Linked DNA regions of Mus musculus: all the other regions are linked to region 1. Evidence: chromatin contacts called from public HiCAR-type and promoter capture Hi-C data. All regions are on one chromosome and are shown on one strand. The core of a region is the stretch at or near the end of the contact, and the rest is flanking DNA. Distances in the headings are between cores, read along the strand shown.

What was found. Promoter capture Hi-C pulls out the DNA fragments that hold promoters and counts their contacts. HiCAR-type assays count read pairs that join an accessible place to other places.
Region 2: a contact with region 1 is called in a promoter capture Hi-C map of pre-B cells, with 5 times the contacts expected there. The contact joins the promoter of Rbm38 here to the enhancer-like site in region 1. A contact is called at or near these places in 6 of 39 promoter capture datasets (the 3T3-L1 cell line, the C10 cell line, the HPC-7 cell line and 3 more), 3 of 484 Hi-C or Micro-C datasets (all in the G1E-ER4 cell line) and 1 of 115 datasets of contacts at active chromatin or transcription factors (large pre-B cells).
Region 3: a contact with region 1 is called in a promoter capture Hi-C map of liver, with 7 times the contacts expected there. The contact joins the promoter of Bmp7 here to the enhancer-like site in region 1. A contact is called at or near these places in 4 of 39 promoter capture datasets (cranial neural crest, embryonic stem cells, hippocampal neurons and 1 more) and 1 of 115 datasets of contacts at active chromatin or transcription factors (astrocytes).
Region 4: a promoter capture Hi-C map of liver shows a contact between it and region 1, with 5 times the contacts expected there. The contact joins the promoter of Rtf2 here to the enhancer-like site in region 1. A contact is called at or near these places in 9 of 39 promoter capture datasets (the 3T3-L1 cell line, 3T3-L1-derived adipocytes, the C10 cell line and 5 more), 1 of 115 datasets of contacts at active chromatin or transcription factors (large pre-B cells) and 1 of 9 other capture datasets (adipose tissue).
Region 5: a contact with region 1 is called in a promoter capture Hi-C map of pre-B cells, with 7 times the contacts expected there. The contact joins the promoter of Cass4 here to the enhancer-like site in region 1. A contact is called at or near these places in 7 of 39 promoter capture datasets (the C10 cell line, the HPC-7 cell line, embryonic stem cells and 3 more) and 2 of 115 datasets of contacts at active chromatin or transcription factors (acute myeloid leukemia and large pre-B cells).
Region 6: a HiCAR-type map of astrocytes shows a contact between it and region 1, with 6 times the contacts expected there. The contact joins the promoter of Aurka here to the enhancer-like site in region 1. A contact is called at or near these places in 4 of 39 promoter capture datasets (the 3T3-L1 cell line, 3T3-L1-derived adipocytes and hippocampal neurons) and 5 of 115 datasets of contacts at active chromatin or transcription factors (the 230-238 cell line, the NIH/3T3 cell line, T-cell acute lymphoblastic leukemia and 2 more).

The regions. Positions count from the first base shown.
Region 1 is chr2:170,153,694-170,156,685 of GRCm38.p6, forward strand. No RefSeq gene overlaps it. Among named protein-coding and RNA genes, the nearest start is that of Zfp217, 24 kb to the left of the region's middle. Within about 2 kb of position 1,533, at least 201 of the 459 cell types and tissues checked have an H3K27ac peak or open chromatin away from gene starts, as enhancers often do. A contact at or near this core is called in the 230-238 cell line, 3T3-L1-derived adipocytes, the G1E-ER4 cell line and 10 more, where this site is marked.
Region 2 is chr2:173,020,523-173,023,514 of GRCm38.p6, forward strand. Rbm38 (RNA binding motif protein 38) reads left to right here and starts at 1,380. Exons shown (of 4, transcript NM_019547.2): 1 at 1,380-1,748; 2 at 2,270-2,393; 3 at 2,805-2,859. The coding sequence starts at 1,518.
Region 3 is chr2:172,938,708-172,941,699 of GRCm38.p6, forward strand. It overlaps Bmp7 (bone morphogenetic protein 7), which reads right to left and starts at 1,614. Exons shown (of 7, transcript NM_007557.3): 1 at 948-1,614. The coding sequence starts at 1,362. It overlaps Gm40010 (a long non-coding RNA gene), which reads right to left and starts at 938. Exons shown (of 3, transcript XR_867069.2): 1 at 1-938.
Region 4 is chr2:172,439,055-172,442,046 of GRCm38.p6, forward strand. It overlaps Rtf2 (replication termination factor 2), which reads left to right and starts at 1,524. Exons shown (of 9, transcript NM_025542.2): 1 at 1,524-1,685. The coding sequence starts at 1,617.
Region 5 is chr2:172,392,172-172,395,163 of GRCm38.p6, forward strand. It overlaps Cass4 (Cas scaffolding protein family member 4), which reads left to right and starts at 1,473. Exons shown (of 7, transcript NM_001080820.3): 1 at 1,473-1,834. The coding sequence starts at 1,799.
Region 6 is chr2:172,369,113-172,372,104 of GRCm38.p6, forward strand. Aurka (aurora kinase A) reads right to left here and starts at 1,458. Exons shown (of 9, transcript NM_001291185.1): 1 at 1,361-1,458. It overlaps Cstf1 (cleavage stimulation factor, 3' pre-RNA, subunit 1), which reads left to right and starts at 1,891. Exons shown (of 6, transcript NM_024199.2): 1 at 1,891-1,915.

The DNA.
Region 1 (2,992 bases), core at 283-2,782:
TGCAATTTTCTCAGTAAGATGACCCGAGGCCAGCGGCATGGTTGCTGCTTCCACGGAGACCGTTTTCGTGCATTTGGGTTCTCTATAGTCAGCACTTAGGCCTGCGACCCGGTGTCGTCTTAGGCGACATATTTTGAGAACATGTGGTGAAAATTGGGATTTTTTTTTTTTCCTTCTTCCTCCTCCCCTCCCCACCCTTCTTCTTCTGCCTAAAAAAACAAGATAAGCCTGTATGCAAATAGATTCCGGGTAACCTCAGATACGCTCTCGATTTTAACTTTATTTACAGAATTTAGAATTACAGAGTCTTCCTGGGACCCGACTAATTTCTATTTGCATACCTACAACATTACCAATATTCTCCACGTCTGAATCACTGGGTTTATCGCGCCGACGCTACTTTTAACCACACTAGCAGGGACAATGGGCGTCGTCTGTGTCAGCTTTTGGACTGTTTATGTAGGATTGTTTATATGGAGAGACAAAAGGGGCAGGATTTTTCCTAATTTTTTTTTTTTTTACATTTTTTAAGATTAATCTTTCTGGATTAGCAAAGAAAGTAATGGGTCTCCTTGATGCGTTTTCCACAACTTTGTACCTTGATACTGCCTTCTCATTGGTTAAGGGATATTTAAGGAAGTTTTAAAATTGAAATGAGCGCTGGAGGGGGGGGGGGATGTGACTCAGCCACATGGTACTCAGCTTCGTTCGCCACAAAACTAAAGTTATTAAATTAAAATAAATAAATAAATAGGTACCATGTCCCAATGATTTCAAGGTAACATTTGAACTAGTTTTATTTATGTAGTTCATACGCTACAGAAACATACAGAATGCCATTCTAGTGACTACAGCTACTCTCCTTTTGAGGTTAAAGACACCAGTTTCTTGAAGAGAAGGTCGACTTTTAAATGTTGACTAGTTTAAGATGCTCAAACACCTCTCCCACCTACACTCCTGAAAACAACCCTAATTAAACTCATTGGGTAATGCGCAAGATAGAATGGCCATTTTAAAAATAAAAGGGGGATACTTGTTCGTGCCTTTAATCCCAGCACTTGGCAGGCAGAAACAGGCAGCCAGCCTGGTCTACAGAGTGAGTTCCACAACAGCCAGGGATACACACACACACACACACACACACACAAAGATAAAAAAAAAAAAAAAAAAAAAAGTAAAGGGGGGGGCATTTTGGAAGGTGGGGGAGGGGTGGAGTACCATATTCATCATATACATGTCCAAAAAGGCCATAATGCAACGCATTATTACGAACAATTCACCTATGCCAGCTGAAAAGACAGCTTAGTGAATAACTCTTAAGACTAGAAATCTAAATGAATACAATGGAAAAGCCAAACAGGAAACAGAAGCGAGGAGGACAACCTCGGGCGTTTGCCAGAGAGAACAGGAAGTGAGAAGCAGCGAGTGTGTGACAGTTTATTTTCTGCGAGCCTTGTTATCAGGTGAATGAACTCCCTCTGGAGGATGGAAACAGGCAGACCGGGATGCCTGGCCGCTTCAGCGGCTCCTGGATAGTTAGAAAGCTTCCCAAAGCCGGTTATTCTCCGACGCCAATCGCGGCGCTTTTCTGCAAGGAGACACTGACTGGTTCATGAAATCATCAAGATTTCGAAACCTGCTTGCACCATCTCTCTCTCTCTCTCTCTCTCTCTCTCTCTCTCTCTCTCTCTCTCTCTCTCTCTCTCTCTCTTTCTCTCTCTCCTACCTCTGCCTAAAGCAGTCTGTGGCCTAAACCCGGATAGGCTATCCCGATTTGCTGAGGTCTGGGGAGTTTGGGCAGAGTGGACATAGCTGAGGGTCTTGGGGTGTCCAAGACAGAAGCTCAGAACCTCCCCATACCCTGCTAGTCCATGTGGAGGGGGTTCTCTCTATCTCCCCCGGGGCCTGTGATTAACTAATTCTGGTGCAGTAACTATTTGGCCATAGCCCTGGCCGGCCTCCAGGTTTCATGTGGAACTGTAAATGGGCGTGGTCCCCAGATAGGCTGGCCCGTGTTCCTAGGAAGCCTTACATACAAGCCCCAGCCTTACAGAATTTGGCCAGAAATGGGTTACAAATGAGAGTGTGTTTGGCTAGGGAGTACTGATTTCTTGATCCTTTTCTCAGTTCTGAACTCAGGCTAGCTTAGTGACCAAAAGCCTGTCAACAAATGTTTGTGTCAGGAAGAAATGTGAGAGAGCTGGTTTTTTGCTTGAAACAGCTTCATCCTGACTCTTTTCTTAAACGAGGAGACTGTTTTTGGCTATATATATATAGCCAAATATATCTCCAAAATACACACACACATATAGTGGGTATATAAATAAAACAAATATATCAATATTTATAGATAAACACACACACACATATATATCCAAACACACACACGCATATATATATATATATATATATATATATATATATATATATATATATATCCAAAATACACACACACACATATAGTGGGTATATAAATTATATATTTGAGACAAGCTATCATGGAAGTCCAGGCTGCCAGCTATAATTTGCTTTGTAGCTGAGGCAGACTTTGAACTCCTAGCCTTCATGTCTTGAATTACAAGTTATTATCATTGAAGGAGTGGAGCCCAGTGTCTCATGTGCTGAGCAATCACCCTACCAATTCAGGTACTTCCCTAACATTATTTATTTATATATTTTGCTTTTTGAGACAGAGTACCTCTATGTAGTCCTGGCTGCCTAGAACTTGCTAGGTAGACTAGCAACTCACAGAGATCCTACTAGCCCTGCCTCTGGTGAGCTGGAATTAGAGATGTGTACCAACACACCCAGCCGTTAATATGCATTCTTTTTATTTTTAAGATTTATTTATTTTATGTATGTAAGTACATTGTAACCATACAGATGCTTGTGAGCTTTCATGTGGTTGTTGGAATTGAACTTTAGGTACCTCTGCTCGCTCCGGTTAATTCTGCTCACTCCGGCCCAAAGATTTATTTATTATTATACATAA
Region 2 (2,992 bases), core at 130-2,629, 2.9 Mb after region 1:
GAACAAGCCTTACAGCAAAGGAAACTTGAAGCGAGGAAGGTAAAGCCAAGAGAGTGAGGCGCTGGGCAGGGGTATCCCCAGCAGGCTCGGAGTTCTGCTCTGTGTGAAGGGGACTAGACTGACTGGGGCTGAACCTGCCCAGAGGCTGCCTGCCTTACTGTCCGCCTTGACCAGTGGGGCCAGGCCAGTTTTAGCCCCACTAAAAGCTGTAGGTCTTCAGGTCCCAGTGTGATAACCAGGAATGGGGACATGAGGGACGCAGGATCAGGGCTGCTTCCTGGCCCGGAGGCTAAAGCATCGTGCCTGCTTCTGTGCTGAAATTCCCATTTTCTTCTTTCTATTTTATGGTTTCCCATCATACAGGCTAGCTTCTGACTTTCTGTGTAGCAGGGTATGGACCCGGAACCCTCCCACCCTCCCAACTCCTCAGTATTAGGATCACCGGTGTATTCCACTCGGCTGTTTGAAATTTCTGTCTCTAACAAGGGCCCCACGTTTGCATTTGCGCTGGTGGGGAAGAGTTCTGCAGACTGGCATCATGGTCCCAGCCTTGGCCCACGTTCTACACAGGCCATGTCATGCCTTCTGCTTGTTCTCCTGCTAAGGGTGACCCCACAGGCGGTCCCATGTCAGTGACATGGGAGCCCAGCCGCCTTTGTTCTTCCTCACAGTAGAAAGTAGAAAGTAGAAAGCTCTTAGCTTTCTACAAGACTGTAAAAGGTGTATTCACTATCGATTAGCCCTCATTTTCACAGACTACCTAGTGTCCCGGGGTATGCCATTGTTGAAGTCCCAGCAGAGAATCCCTGACACCACAGGACCGCCAAAGTACGTGTGATGTATTATGGTGTGCGTGTGAATTATTTTTATAAACATGGCAAATTCACTTTGCCCTTTATTTTTATTTTTTATTTTTTGGAGACAGGGTATGATTTAGTCCAGCTGGCCTCAAACTTAGTATATAGCCAAGGGTGGCCTTGAACTGACTCTCTTTCTTGAGTGTTGGGTTTACAGGTGTGTGTCACCAGCCAGGTTTTTGTGATGGGGAGATCAAACCACAAGGGTTCGCGAATGAGTAGCTGAGGCACTCCTTCGGACCTTTTTTTTTTTTTTTTTCGGACCTTTTAACAAGTACGTTTGCACCCCTAGTCGCTCGGGTGTAAACCACTGAATCAAGCAACGCTTGGAATATACCGGACCGTGCGCCCCGCGAGACAGACAAGCTGATACCGGCGAGCACCTAGGGGCTAAGTCACCTCATTCGCCGGACCCGCGTCCTGGCACGCGGGACGTACTTAGAACTACAATTCCCGGCGGCCCCCGCTTCCAAAGGCGTGTCTTAAACGAGAGGGGCGTGACCGCGGGGCGTGGCCGGCTACAAAGGCGGCCGGCAGCTCGCAGGGCGCGGAGTAGACGCTTCGCGGCGGACGGAGAAGCGGCGCGGGACAGCGTGGGGAACTCGGATTCGGCCTGGGACACCCCCGCATGCGCCGGCCGGCTCGGTAGCGGCGGCCCCGATGCTGCTGCAGCCCGCGTGCTCCCCGAGTGTGTTTCCGCGGCCGTCCGCCGCCCCCAGCGCCATGCACGGCTCACAGAAGGACACCACGTTCACCAAGATCTTCGTGGGCGGCCTGCCCTACCACACCACCGACGCATCGCTCAGAAAGTACTTCGAGGGCTTCGGAGACATCGAGGAGGCCGTGGTCATCACCGACCGCCAGACCGGCAAGTCCCGCGGCTACGGCTTCGTGAGTGCCCGCGGCGCGCGCACCTGCCGCCGCCCCTCCCCCACCGCCTCCCAGACCCGCCGCGCGCAGCCGGGACTCCGGGGCTTCCCGGGGCCGTCGGCCCTTCCCCCACACTTTCCAGCTGCCCCAAAGAAGCGTAAGCTGTTAGCGCCAGCGACTTGAAGACGGTTTCCCACTTCCTTCCACTCTAGTGTCCCCAAACTAATTCTCTGAGAAAGTTAACGGTACTTACTGATGGCCTGGACAGCGGGGGGGTGGGGAGGACTCCCCTTGAGGTTCCCTTTACTCCACTTCCTAGGGGATTGTCGCTGTCCTTGAAGGCACTCCGCACTTGAACTTTGGGGAAGGAGCTGCAGCCCTGGAGGCAGAGAAGACAGTGCCCCAAGGGTCCTAAATACCAGATACTCTTCTGGGAGGAAAGACCCAGAGATGGCCCGATGCCCGGGCAAAACCCCCTTCCCTTCTCTGCCTTGTTTTCCTCAGCCAGCCACCAAAGCCCCTGACCCTCTGTGTTCCTGCAGGTGACCATGGCAGATCGGGCAGCGGCTGATAGGGCTTGCAAAGACCCTAACCCTATCATCGATGGTCGCAAGGCCAATGTGAACCTGGCCTACCTGGGTGCCAAGCCTAGGAGCTTACAGACGGGTAAGAGCTTTGAGTTTTCTTTCCAGCCCTCCTTGTTTCTATATTCAGCTTTGGTATCTGTCTGATGGAAAAACGCTGCCCCCGCTCCCCCTTTGTCCCCGAGTGGCAGCCAGCAATCATGTGCCTGCAGAGGCAGCCCAGGGCAACCACCCCTGGCTTGGGAGCTTGCTCCTCTTTCTCGGCAGTTTATGGTCCCAGGGATAATGATTTTTTTTTTCCAAAGTCTCCTACTCTTGGGGAGGGAAGAAGTCAGATGCCGACCAGGCAGGGGATCATCCCGAAAAGCTGGTACAGCCTGTGGACTTAATGTGCTTTGACCAGGAGAGTGGCGCGTGTTATTTGCCCTCCCTGTGTGTGGCCCTGGGACCTTACCCATGCAGTGTGCTGTTCCTAACTGCTCTCTTGTTTTAGGCTTTGCTGTTGGTGTGCAGCAACTACACCCCACCTTGATCCAGCGCACCTACGGGTGAGTGGCTGTAGCTGGCTGTGGGTGGGAAGGAAGGCCTTGAGGTGGGACAGCTGTGGACCTCTCAGCTCTTCTCAGGGCTGGGGAATGGCTGTTTTCAGAAATTAGATTGTGTATTGGGGGTGTGGAGGGA
Region 3 (2,992 bases), core at 364-2,863, 2.8 Mb after region 1:
CGACACAGGAAACGGCACTATCAGGACTTGTTATCACCAAAGCCAAATATTTGATGATCTGCCCCACAGCGCACGGCTGGGGGTTAGTTTGAGCAAGTTGAATACGTGTGCGCGCACAGCTGCAGGGGGAGCTGTCTCAGACCAGCCGCAACCCAGCCTCGCATCACTCACTGGGTTGGCTGGAACTCCAGCAGGGAAACGGGTTCCCCAGCCATTCCATGGCGGCCTCTGTTCCGAGGTCCCCAGCCACCCAATCGCCAAAACCCGTGGTTTGCGCGCCACACGTGATAAACGCTGAAAATGGATTCTGCCCGCCCGGGACCTATCATTAAACATTTAAAATAGAAAACTCGCAATGGCAACGTTCTTTCCCCGGCTCCAGCCGAGAGTCCAAAGGTGGGCGACTGGCGGCTAGGCGAGGAGCCCCGCGGCACTCCGAGCGCACGCCGAAACCAGCGCTCCGCAATGGGACAGGTAGGGTCAGAGAGGGGAAGAAAAGGGGATGCGCGGGATGTCAGAACCAAGCTGGCCTCAGAGGGGCAGAGGAAAGGCGGGAAGGCAGCTTTGCCCACAAGGGCCCTTTAAATCCAGGTAGCGCGGGCCGCTGAAGCCGGTTCAGCTCACATGACCCAGCCGGGCGCTTTGAACTAAGCCGCTGCCGAGCCGGGACCTCCCGCCCCTGAGTGAGATGAACCCGCGGCGGAGCAGACAGAGACTCAGGGCTGGGGGTGCACCCTCCGGATAGCCCGGACAAACCCTCCGAGCCAGCAAGACTTATCCGAGACGCACAGAGCTTAAAGTCTACTAAGACCCCGGGGCGAAGAGTCTCTGGCGGGCACTGATGCTTTGCAAATGGAAAGGTGGACCACAGTGGCTGTAAGCAGAGACCCTCTCCCAGTCCCAAAGTGGCCCCAGTCTGAAATATATCCCCTCCCACCGCCACTCACCTAGGTTGACGAAGCTCATGACCATGTCGGCGTCAGTGAGGAAGTGGCTGTCCTGCAGGCTGGCTAAAGGGGGGCCCTGGGTACTGAAGACGGCCTTGTAGGGGTAGGAGAAGCCCTGTCCGTCCGGCCCGCTCTCCTCCACCGCCATGGCGTTGTACAGGTCCAACATGAACATGGGCGCCGAATTATGCTTTCCCTGGAGGTGCGGGCGCGGGCGATGGGGCAACCCTAAGATGGACAGGATCTCCCGCTGCATCTCCCGCCGCTCCTGGCTGCGGAGGCGCCGGTGGATGAAGCTGGAGTGCACCTCGTTGTCCAGGCTGAAATCGGCCAGGGCGGAGCGCAGCAAGAACAGAGGCGCCCAGAGCGCCACGAAGCTGTGTGGCGCCGCAGCGCGCAGCGAGCGCACGTGCATCGCGCCGGCTCTACGCGCGATCCGGGGCACCGGGCCCGCGCCGCCCCAGGTGGCAGCGGAGGGGGCAGGGCAGCGGTCCACGACCCGAGGTCACTTGCTGCAGGCGAGCTTCAAGGCGGCCTCGCCACACATGGCCACTCCCCGGCCGGCTGCGCTTTGCCCGGGACGCCCCTGTCCTTTACTCAGTTCTGGCCCGGGGCCCCTCGGCCCGCACTCGCCAGGACGCACGGCAAGGCTAGCACAGCAACTCCAGAGAGCGAGCAAGAGAGCGAGGAGGCGGGCCGGGGTGGGAGGAGCAGCAGCTTGCAGACCTACAAGTCCGGAGAGCGAGTGCCGGAGAGGCAGCTGGGCGCTGAGCGAACCCTAGCTCCCTCCTCCCGCTCTGATCGCGCTCGGGCCCGCGGGCACCAGCAACAAACCCCTTTCCGATCTCCCGCGTGCCCAATACAAGGGCCCTGCGCGCCCGGATCGCCCGCCCGCCGCCTCGGGAGCCCCGGAGTTGGGCGCGCTGGGGCCGGGGAGCGGGGGAGGAGCGGGAGGACTGACTTCCCCGCCCCTCCCGCTCCCGCTGCCTCCCACCTGCGCCTGTCCCCGCCCTCCCCAAGCCTGGCCCAATGGCTTCATTCATTCCTCCCAGGGCGCTCTACAAATATTTACCGAGTGCCCACCGGGTGTCCGGCACTGGGACAGACGCCGCAGGGACCCAGAGAGAAGAATCCCAATCTGCCCAGCTCTCTCGGGACTCGCACTTGGAAGTGGCCAAAGTGTAGCAACTAAGGGCTGTGCTAGGAAAGCATCCGGGAGGGAGCGCAGGAATCCGAGAAGGCTCCTCGGAGGTGGCCACTCTTGGACCTGGCTCATCTTTCGAACCGCCCCCCCCCCAACACTCCATTTGCTCCAGTCATGCAAAACCCCCTCGGTACCCCCACCGCTTGCCCCTCTGCTATCCTGGCTTTTGTTCCTCGGGGAACGTTCTCTCCCTGCCCCTCCCCCCTCGGGTGCCACTTCCTCTGGGAACCTTCCAGGACTGGCAGAGATAATGTGGAGATAAAGTTCTTTCTACACTTCACTCCCCCAACACACACACACATACACACACACACACACACACACACGCGCACACACACACACACACACACACACCTCCCCTCAAGTCCAGCACCCAAGGGATCCGGGCCCAGGTACTTCTCGGCTTTTCCTTCCCAAGTATCTTTTAACCCAAAGCCTTCAAACCCCAGATGCTGCAGCTCTACAGAGTACATAAGTGAAATCTGGGACTAGAGAATGTTCCCACCCCCCTCCTCTCTTGGGGGGGCGGGGTCCTGACATGAGTCCTTTGGTACCTCACTGTCTAACAACCCCACCCCTAGCCCCAGGTAGGGCCTGAGGAGTAGGCAGTTGGTACCCAAGTTCAGAAGAGCTCCCGACTGCATTTTCCTGTCTCAAAGGACTAGCCTCCCTCTCCTCCCAGGAGGAAACGTCCCAGACAGATACTGGGTCTCTCAGTGGATTGCTGCTCTTTGGAGCCTCCGTTTCCTAATCTGAAAAATGGGAGCAAAGCAGCCTTCACCCAGAATGGCAGTGAGTGAGTGGGGATGGTGAGCCAGGCTTCCTGCTTTGCTGAAGGTGG
Region 4 (2,992 bases), core at 274-2,773, 2.3 Mb after region 1:
TTTGTTTGTTTTGAGACAGGGTTTCTCTGTATAGCCCTGGCTGTCCTGGAACTCACTCTGTAGACCAGGCTGGCCTCAGACTCAGAAATCCGCCTGTCTCTGCCTCCCAAGTGCTGGGATTAAAGGCGTGCGCCACCACCACCTGGCTTTAACCTTTGATTGATCTCTGCATTTTGTGGCAAGTTGCATCCTTTGAGCTATGAAATTTCAGAAGCCACAAAATCAGATGCAGAACTACTGTTAAGACACCTACGTGTGACTCTCTCCCTTGAAAGAGCCATCGACAAGTTGAGGGTGTTTAGTGTCATAAAGCTGAAGGCACAGTAAGTCACTTCTTAGGCCTGCAACCACCTAGGATCCCAGGAGCATTGGAGTCCCAGAGGACACAGCACTCCCCTAAGTGAGGGTGAAAAGGCAGAAAAGATGGTCATCTGAGACTATCTGGTCACTTTAAGCAGTGTGGGCTTCAGAATGGCCACCTTGCAGGACTGGTGTAGACACAGAAATGAAGGAGGCCATACTTATCCCAGGACTGCTCACTTATGCATACCATTTGCCCCTGTTGTTCCTCTGGGCCTACAGCTCATGTTAGTACCCCAAAGGCAGACTAGGGGGTCACTGAACCCCTTATTTGTTCTCTTCCCAATATGATCACCCTCCCCTTTCTCTGTCTGCACTAATCTCTGTAGCTGGTACAATGGGATGAGTGGCTACTCTAAGCTTGTTGGAGACACTGTAGCCCTAGCTTCTGCCCAAAATACATCTGGATACAGGGTGGAGAGGCGCTCAGTGGCTAAGAATGCTTGCTGTTCTTTGAGTAAGCACAGGATGGATTCCCAGAACCCCAGCAGCTCACAACCATATCAACTCCAGTCCCAGGAAGATAGAACACCCTCTTCAGGCCTCGACAGGCATCTGCAGTTAGGTAGCGCACAAGCAGGCCCACCCACCACGTCTTTTTTTTTTTTTTTTTTTTAATTTTATGTATTTGAGTACACTGTAGCTGTCTTCAAACACACCAGAAGAGGGCATCAGATATCATTATAGATGGTTGTGAGCCACCATGTGGTTGCTGGGAATGGAACTCAGAACTTCTGAAGAGCAGTCAGTGATCTTAACCACTGAGCCATCCCTCTAGCACCCACAACGTCTTTTCTTTTCTAAGTCTGGATTTAAAATACATGAGAGGTAGCTGAGAAGACAGATTCCGGCCATCTCCTCCTTAGACTTACAGCACTACTGGTCTGCAAAAATGCCAGAGACGCAGACCTCGGGACAACCCCGACAAATGTTCTCCCGTCCTCCCTCAGGCCCAAGCTTACGGAACCACAGAGGAAAAAACAGGGACCGCCCACGACCGGAAGTGGACGCACTCCAAGGATGCTCCAGCACGTCGCCCTGAAACCACGCCCAACTCCCGGACAAGATTTTCAAGACAATTGGTGTGGACCAAGGCCTCGCGCGGCGACCCCGCCCCTTTCGCGGCGCGCTGGTTGTGTGCGTCATCAAGGAGCGCCGGAAGTAGGTAGGGTTTCGCCAGAGACCCCGGAAGCGACGGCTTCTCGTCTTTGCTAAGGCTTCTGGTTTTTGCTACGGTTTCTGATTTCGGCTTTGGGATGGGTTGCGACGGAGGCACCATCCCCAAGAGGCACGAGCTGGTGAAGGGGCCGAAGAAGGTCGAGAAGGTCAGTGGGGACTGCGGGCTGCGGGGCTCGGGATGAACGGTGGTCACAGCGCTTGTGGAGGGTTTACTGTTTGCAGGCACTGAACAGTACGGTTAGACTGGGATCCTCCCCACAGACGCTGTGTTGATTTGAAACATTAACGTTGAACGGGACGGAGACTGGAGAGCTAGTTAGTGGCCCAGCCAGGACTGGAACGTATCTGTAGCTAGCGACGATCACGGTGATAGATGCTATTTATGGACTTTGTGTGTTTTTGTGAAAGGCTCTCACAGTGTGGCCCTGGCTGGCTGGGACTCCCACCTCTGCCTGCTGAGCACTGGGATTAAAGGTGTTGGCCAACAGGCCTTGGTATTTGAATAATACTTTTTTTAAAAATGTTTTGTGTGTGAGTGTGGTATCCAAGGAGGCCAGAAGAAAGCATCGGACGCCCGGGAGCTAGAGCTACAGGTTTTTGTGAGCCATTAATCTTGGCTGTTAGAACCAAACGCGGATCCTTTGGAAGAGCAGTACACAGGCTTAACCACGGAGCCATCTCTCCAGCCTGAGCTTTGTGTATTAAAGTCTCCCCAAACCATTCCCCTTTGTGAAGTCACACCCTTCTTAAACTAATTATCAGCTCTTAGCACTCTGAATTGGTGGTTGAGCCCAGCTGATGGTCACGTGACTGCAAGCTCCTCCTGGTGAACTCTGTGCACTGTTTTTCTTCCAGAACTAGCACAGTTTCTGCCACAGTGAATATTTTTGAATAAATGCGTGGGCATTCTGTAAATCTTACAAGACATTGAGCAAAGTGTGTACTTAATGGATGGGAAATTGAATGCCGCAAAGTTAGTTAACACCACTGACGTGGCCTAGAGTCATGAACCACTGTCCCCATCCATTTATGTGCATTTCAAAGCTAGTGTTGATGATGACTGTTTAATAATAGAAGGCACAGAATGCCCCCGATACAGTTCCCAGCACGGGGAGAGAATGCCCCCGATACAGTTCCCAGCACGGGGAGGATCATGTTTCCTGATCCAACATTCAGAGAACTTTGGGATGGGAGGTGAATCCCATCCAGTGTTGTACTTAAGACACTGCATAACTTCCTGACACATCCCTAATAAACTCCATTGGGTCCTGTGTGAACAAACCTCTGCTTGTCTTTTTGCCCTCTCTTCTGCCCCTCTTTAGCTCTTTCACTCTGTTCTAGATACCATAGACCTTGCCCCAGCGTCCTGAACATTCCTCACTCATAGTGACATCATGACTTGGGGGGGAGGGGCCACTTGAAGCAAGGTCTTGCTGTGAGGTAGCCCAGGCTT
Region 5 (2,992 bases), core at 223-2,722, 2.2 Mb after region 1:
TGATTCACAACTCCTCTCTGCAGCTACAGCGTTTCCTAAAATGGAGCTCGCACTGCCTCTGATCTGACGCACCCCACCCTTTTCAGAATGTGTCTCTCTTGTGAAAAGCCTTCTGGAAATTACTACTTCTTCCCTGTGGACTTTGGCAGGGAGCATGTGGCTGACAGCTACTTCTATTTGCTAAGACAGATTCACACCGTAGTCCAGACTGGCCTAGAACTCTGAGGTGGCCCAGAACAGCCTTAAAGTCGCAGCTGTTCTCCTGTCTCAGCACTGTAGATGTGGGGGTGGGAGCATGCCCGGTTCTACATTTGTCTAGAGCCTGTTCATCCTGTCTAGTCATTGTCACCCCCTTTCGCTACTGTCGCCTGCAGATTGCTGATCACTGGTTCCTTAAAGACCATTTAAAATAGAGACAGCATTCTATCTGTTTGCTTGTTTTGATTGCATTTATTTTATCTGGGGAGGGAAGTATGCACACGAGTGGCAGTATGCATGCAGAGGTCAGAAAGACAGCTTGCAGGAGTCCTCTTCTCCCACCGTGTAATTCCAATAACTCCAACAAGTTTTCAGCTTAGCAGCTGACAGCTTCACCCACTGAACCATCTCACTGGTTCAATTTTTTTAAATTTACTTTTTTTTTCCACTTTGAGTTCGGGGCTGGCCCCAAACTTACTTTGTAAGTCAGGCTATCATTAAACTCACTGAGATTAGCCAGCCTCTGCTTTCTGGGAGTGCTGGTATCAAAGGAGAGTGCCACCGTGGTCTGGCTATGGCATGCTTTTTAAATCTCACACCTGGGAGGCAAAAATAGGTGGGTCTTGGTGAGTTTAAGGCCAGCCTGGTCTACAGATCGAATCCCAGGGGAGCTGGGAGGAGCTGCTTAGAAGAGGGGACCCTTATGCTGAAATGAAATGAAGCCTAAGCTAGTTTTGGGTTTTTGTTTTGTTTTCTTATTTGTTTGTTTGGTTTTTTTGGGGTTGTTTGTTTGTTTGTTTGTTTTTGGTTTTGGTTTTGTTTGTTTTTTGGTTTTTTTTTTTTTGTACTCCGTGGCTCCTCTCTGGATATTGGGTCTGAGTTGAGGGAAACTTTAAACTTGGGAAGTCGTGAGGACTCCACTTCATGAGTTCAGAGCACTCGCTTGACACAAAGAGCCAAGTGTGGGGCAGTATCTGGTGCTCTCAGCAGCGCCCGCTAAAATATAACCACGGAGAATTGGAGTGAAGGTGTAGAAAACGTGGGGTTCAGAGCAGGGCAGTTTACTCCTGTTACCCCAGCTGTCACACCGCAGGGGACAGGAAGGAAGACATGCTGACCCTCAGCGGAAGTCCAGCAGCTTTGCTTCATCATGGAAATGTGTTGCCTCGCTGGGTGGGAATTGTTCCATTAGTCTTCAAGGGACAAGAATGCGGTGTGATCCTACGCTGGGCTGCTCAAAGTAGGAACTTCACCTTGTAAAGCAGAAGGGTGGGTTTTTTTTTTTTTTTTTTTTTCTCCTTCTTCTTCTTTTGTGGTTTCACACAGCAAAGGAGTGTCAGCCTCCACTTACCATGAAGTGGGACAGCAGGCATGGAGGCGTGGGTGTGGCCTGAAGCTCTGGCCCCGCCTCCCCCGTTCCTTTCATTTGACTCTCTTTACTTGAAAGAATCATCTCGACTGTTTCCATGTGTTGGCAAACAGTTCCATAGAATCCAGCTCCTGGGAACCAGCCAGCAGCATGCAGTGATATTGCATCATTGGTCCCTGGAACCAGATATATCAGCGGCAGAACTCCGAGGACCCTGCTCACATCACAGCCATGAGAGGCACCAGCATCAGAGAGGGTGCGCCCAAGGTGAGTGACTGATTGGGGCTGAGTGCATGAGAGCAACAGTTGACTCAACTGTTTTTATCTTTGGGTCTCTAATGAACACGAAGGGTAGGTTATTAGTGGCAGGCAGGTTTGGAATGAGAAAGCTTTGCTCTTTACCAGTTGTTGGTTTCAAGATGACTGGAAATGATGGGGTGAAATCGGCAGGAGGCAGACAGCCCAAGCCCCCACTGTGTGTCTCTTCACCACTCAGCAAACTTCTTAAACATTCTCTCTTTCTCTGCATCCTGAAGGTGCTTAGTGTGGCTCTCAAGGATTCTGACTGGCTTGGGGCACTCACTTCTCTTGAATAGAGAGAGCTTAGACCTTGGCTCTACTCTTGCTAACTCCAATAAGGACACCCATGAACTGCCTTCGTGTTCCTTTGGGCGCTGGGGACTGGAACTCTGGTACAAACTGCAAGTCTGGGCCAGGAACCAAGAGACGGTCCTATAGCATATGTATAGCATGGCACACTGCTAACCCAAGAAGGGCACTGGAGCCTGAGATGTGACGATGGTACTTGCAATACAGGCATAAGGACCTGAATTCAGTACCCAGTACCCACATAAAAAAACAAAAAACAAAAAACAAAAACAAACAAAAAAAACAGGCATGAAAGCGTGTACCTGTAACCCCAGAGACGGCAAGGAGGTGACAGCAAGGTCCCTGTAGTTCTCTGGCCAGCATCCCTAAGACAAGCAACTCCAACTCCACACACACACACACACACACACACACACACACACACACACACACACACAAATAAAGTGGGTGGGTGATGGAGAAGGACATTGTGACATCAACTTTTGGGTTTCACACACCCATACTGTATGCGGGGGCTTGGGGAGAAGGAGGAGAGATCACAAGGAAAGTGAAGCTCACAGTCGTTGCTTTTCTGTCCCCTCCTATTCTTTCAAAATGTGATAGAATGGTAGATACAAAAGAGCCATGAAACAGTTGCTAAATGGGAGGCTGCTTGCCGGAATTAAATGTTGCTTGTCATTGTGATAGTAACAAGTGTTGGGCGTGGGATCCAGGGCTGGGGTCTGTGGCGACTCCTTGTTTAGATGACTTGTAAATATCTGAGTTGAGAATCTTGCCCCACAAAGCGCTGGGGAAGTGAGTAGTTGAGCCAGCCCC
Region 6 (2,992 bases), core at 208-2,707, 2.2 Mb after region 1:
GTTCTCACTCAGCTCAAAGATTTACTACAAGAAAGTTGCACATGCCACAGGGTTCCCCTTTTCAGATCAGGGAAGCTAGGCAGGAGGCAGAAGCCCTGAGCAAAGGACTGCAGTTGCAGCTACCTCACACTCCTGGGCCCCAGACCAAGGTTAATAACCAGCCCTGCAGTTTAGCTTTCCCATAATAGCTACACCAGGGTCTTATCCCTAAGAGGTTTCTATTTCCTGTATTTGCAGTGGAGCCAGGATTTGTTTGTTAGGTTTGGATTTTTTTTTTGAGACAGGGTCTCCCTGGGTAGTCCTGGCTGTTCTGGAACTCATTATGTAGGTAGACCAAGCTGGCCTTGAACTCACCGAGTTCCTCCCTCTGCCTCCAAAAGGCTGGGATTAAAAGAATGCAAGACCACACCTAACCTTTATGTTTGTGGTAGAGACAAGAGTTCCATGGATCCCAGGCTGGCCTTGAGCATGCTATACGGTGGAGGATTACTCTGAACTCCTGATCCTCCCGCCTGCAGTTCCGCAGTGCTAGGACCACAGAGGTCATCACCATCCTCGGGGTTCCAAGTGCTGGGAATGGAATCCAGGGCTGGCTAGGCAAGCACCCTACTAACTGAACTACATCCCCAGACAGGCTCTCACTTATTAGCTGTGGCTGGCCTTAAATCGAAGGCTAACCTCCTGCCTCAGACTGCTGATGTAAGCAACCACACATTTAGGTGTGTGTGTGTGTGTGTGTGTGTGTGTGTGTGTGTGTGTGGTGGGGATGGAGGTGTTGAGGTAGGGACGTATGTGGATGTAATTTAGGCTGGTTTTTCGGACCTACTGTGTAGCTGAGGATGACCTTTGACTTGATCCTGCCTCCACCACCTTACTGTTGGAATAAACAGCGGCGGCCACCACGAAGGCAGTGTTCAATCCTAAAACTTCTGGAATATTCTACAAACTGAGCTTTAGCGGGTCTGCGCTTTGAAACAGACCCTCAAGTAGTCCCGACATAAACTGCTCAGAAGGCTGCGGGAAGAGCAGCACCAGTCCTGGGCACTCTACGAGGGAACTCCCGTTCATCCACAGACTCGTCGAGTCGACTTAGACTCTGATTCTCCACCCGAAGCAGTCCCCAATAAGCCGCAGTTCCCGCATCCACCATCGGTTTGCAAATTACTCGGTTAGCTGATGGTCTGGATCCCCATTCCCACAAGAACCTAAAACCAAGCCGGGAAATCTTAAACGTCTGGACCTTTCTTAAACAGAATGCAAACCCACTGAGACAGTCCATTACCCCGACGCCACACAGCCTTCCCTATCCGTTTGCAGCATCCAGGCTCGCCCTCAACAGCCATGTCCCTTTCCAACTCACAGGCAGGAACCTGCTCCCGACCGAAGCCTCCAAGCGATCCCGGTAGCTCAGCCGTTACAATTCAAAGGTTCTCCTTTTAAAATAGGAGTCAAACCCTCTACTCCAAGAGCTGATTGGCTAGAGCCGGAGCAATGCCGTTCTGTGATTGGCTCACCGTAAACGCGACTATGGGAAGCTCGTTCCCTGCCGTAGCTGGGCGCAGGCGCACTGAGCTGTCGGAGCCCGGAAGTGGTGCACCAACGGCCCGTCCGATCTGCGGCCGTTCTATCGCCCGCCGTGCTCCCCAGGATCAGGCGTTCGCCAGTCACACACAGCCCTTTGGATTCAAGGCAGTCGCGGAGGTGATTAGTTCGGAGACGGTGAATGAGCGTCTCGAACGTGCCAGTGAGTAAGATGGCGAGAAGGGCAGACTTGCGAGGGAGCAGGGATGCTCGGCGCTCGGCTGCATGCCCTTTGCACGTGCGCACTGGGTGTGCACTCCGAGCGATCGATCGGGCACGATTCGCTCCTCCATTTTTCTAGAAGAGAGCGGGAGACCGAGACCCTGATCTGCGGGTACGGGGTCAAGGGGGCGTAAGGAAGCGGGCTAGTGTGGTTGGCTAGGGTCTGTAGTGGATCACGTGAAGGACCGGGGCTAACGGAGAGGATGGCAGGAGGCCGCTCGCCCCAAGTCCGTGTCCTAGAGTTGGCCGGCCCGGCCTGCACCCCGGCTCTCAAAGGGCCTCGGTCCCGGTGGGTCCAAGCCGGAATTCCGCCCTGAGCAGAAGTGGTCGCGCGGCTTCGCTTTGGGCCCCCTGCATTCCCCGGTGTTAGCTTTCCGGGGGCGAGCTCCTCCGGTCTCGTGCCTCGGTGTCCCCTCCGGGAAGGATATAAGTTATCTGTGTCCCATTGGAAGTTAAGCGGGGAGTTAAGTAAAGGCTCAACCTCCTTCTCCCACCCCCGTTTTCTTTAAATGTCGTGATACAACCCCAGATGTTTCCTGACAGGAGTAAAGATGATAGGTCAAATGGTTAAGTTCTGGGCTCTGGAGTGTGCAGGCTCCCCCTCAACTTTGAGGGGAAGGGGAGGGCTTAACTTGAACGGGTGCCCTAGATTCTTAGAACACATTTCACCCTCTGTTGTGTCCCAATATCTTATGCAGGGGTAGATTTGTATTCATTTCTTTCTTTTTAAAAAAAAACTTATTTAGCTTTATTTTACATGCATTGGTGTCTAGGTGGCAGGCCCCTTGGAACTGGAGTTAGAGACAGTTGTAAGCCGCCATGGGAATTGAACCCAGGTCCTTTGGAAGAGCAGACAGTGCTCTTAACCACTGAGCCATCTTTCCAGCCCCCATTTCTTTCTAATGAACACGAATATATTGAATAGCTTCGTTTAGTGATTGGATGCTAATTAGGTGCTTGGCACCGCATCTGCCAGTAGGACCTGCATGGTGTTATTATTGTTAAGAACTCTGGTCAGTACTATGCTGTGTGGCCTTGCTAGTCATTTGGTTTAAAACTGAGCCCGGGGTGTCTGTCAGCAAGCATTGTAACTCTTGGCTGTTTCTCCAGGCTACCTTCTTGCTTGATGTCTCCAGACTCCTATAGTCAAACATCTAACCACACACATACTTATCAAATTACCCACCCA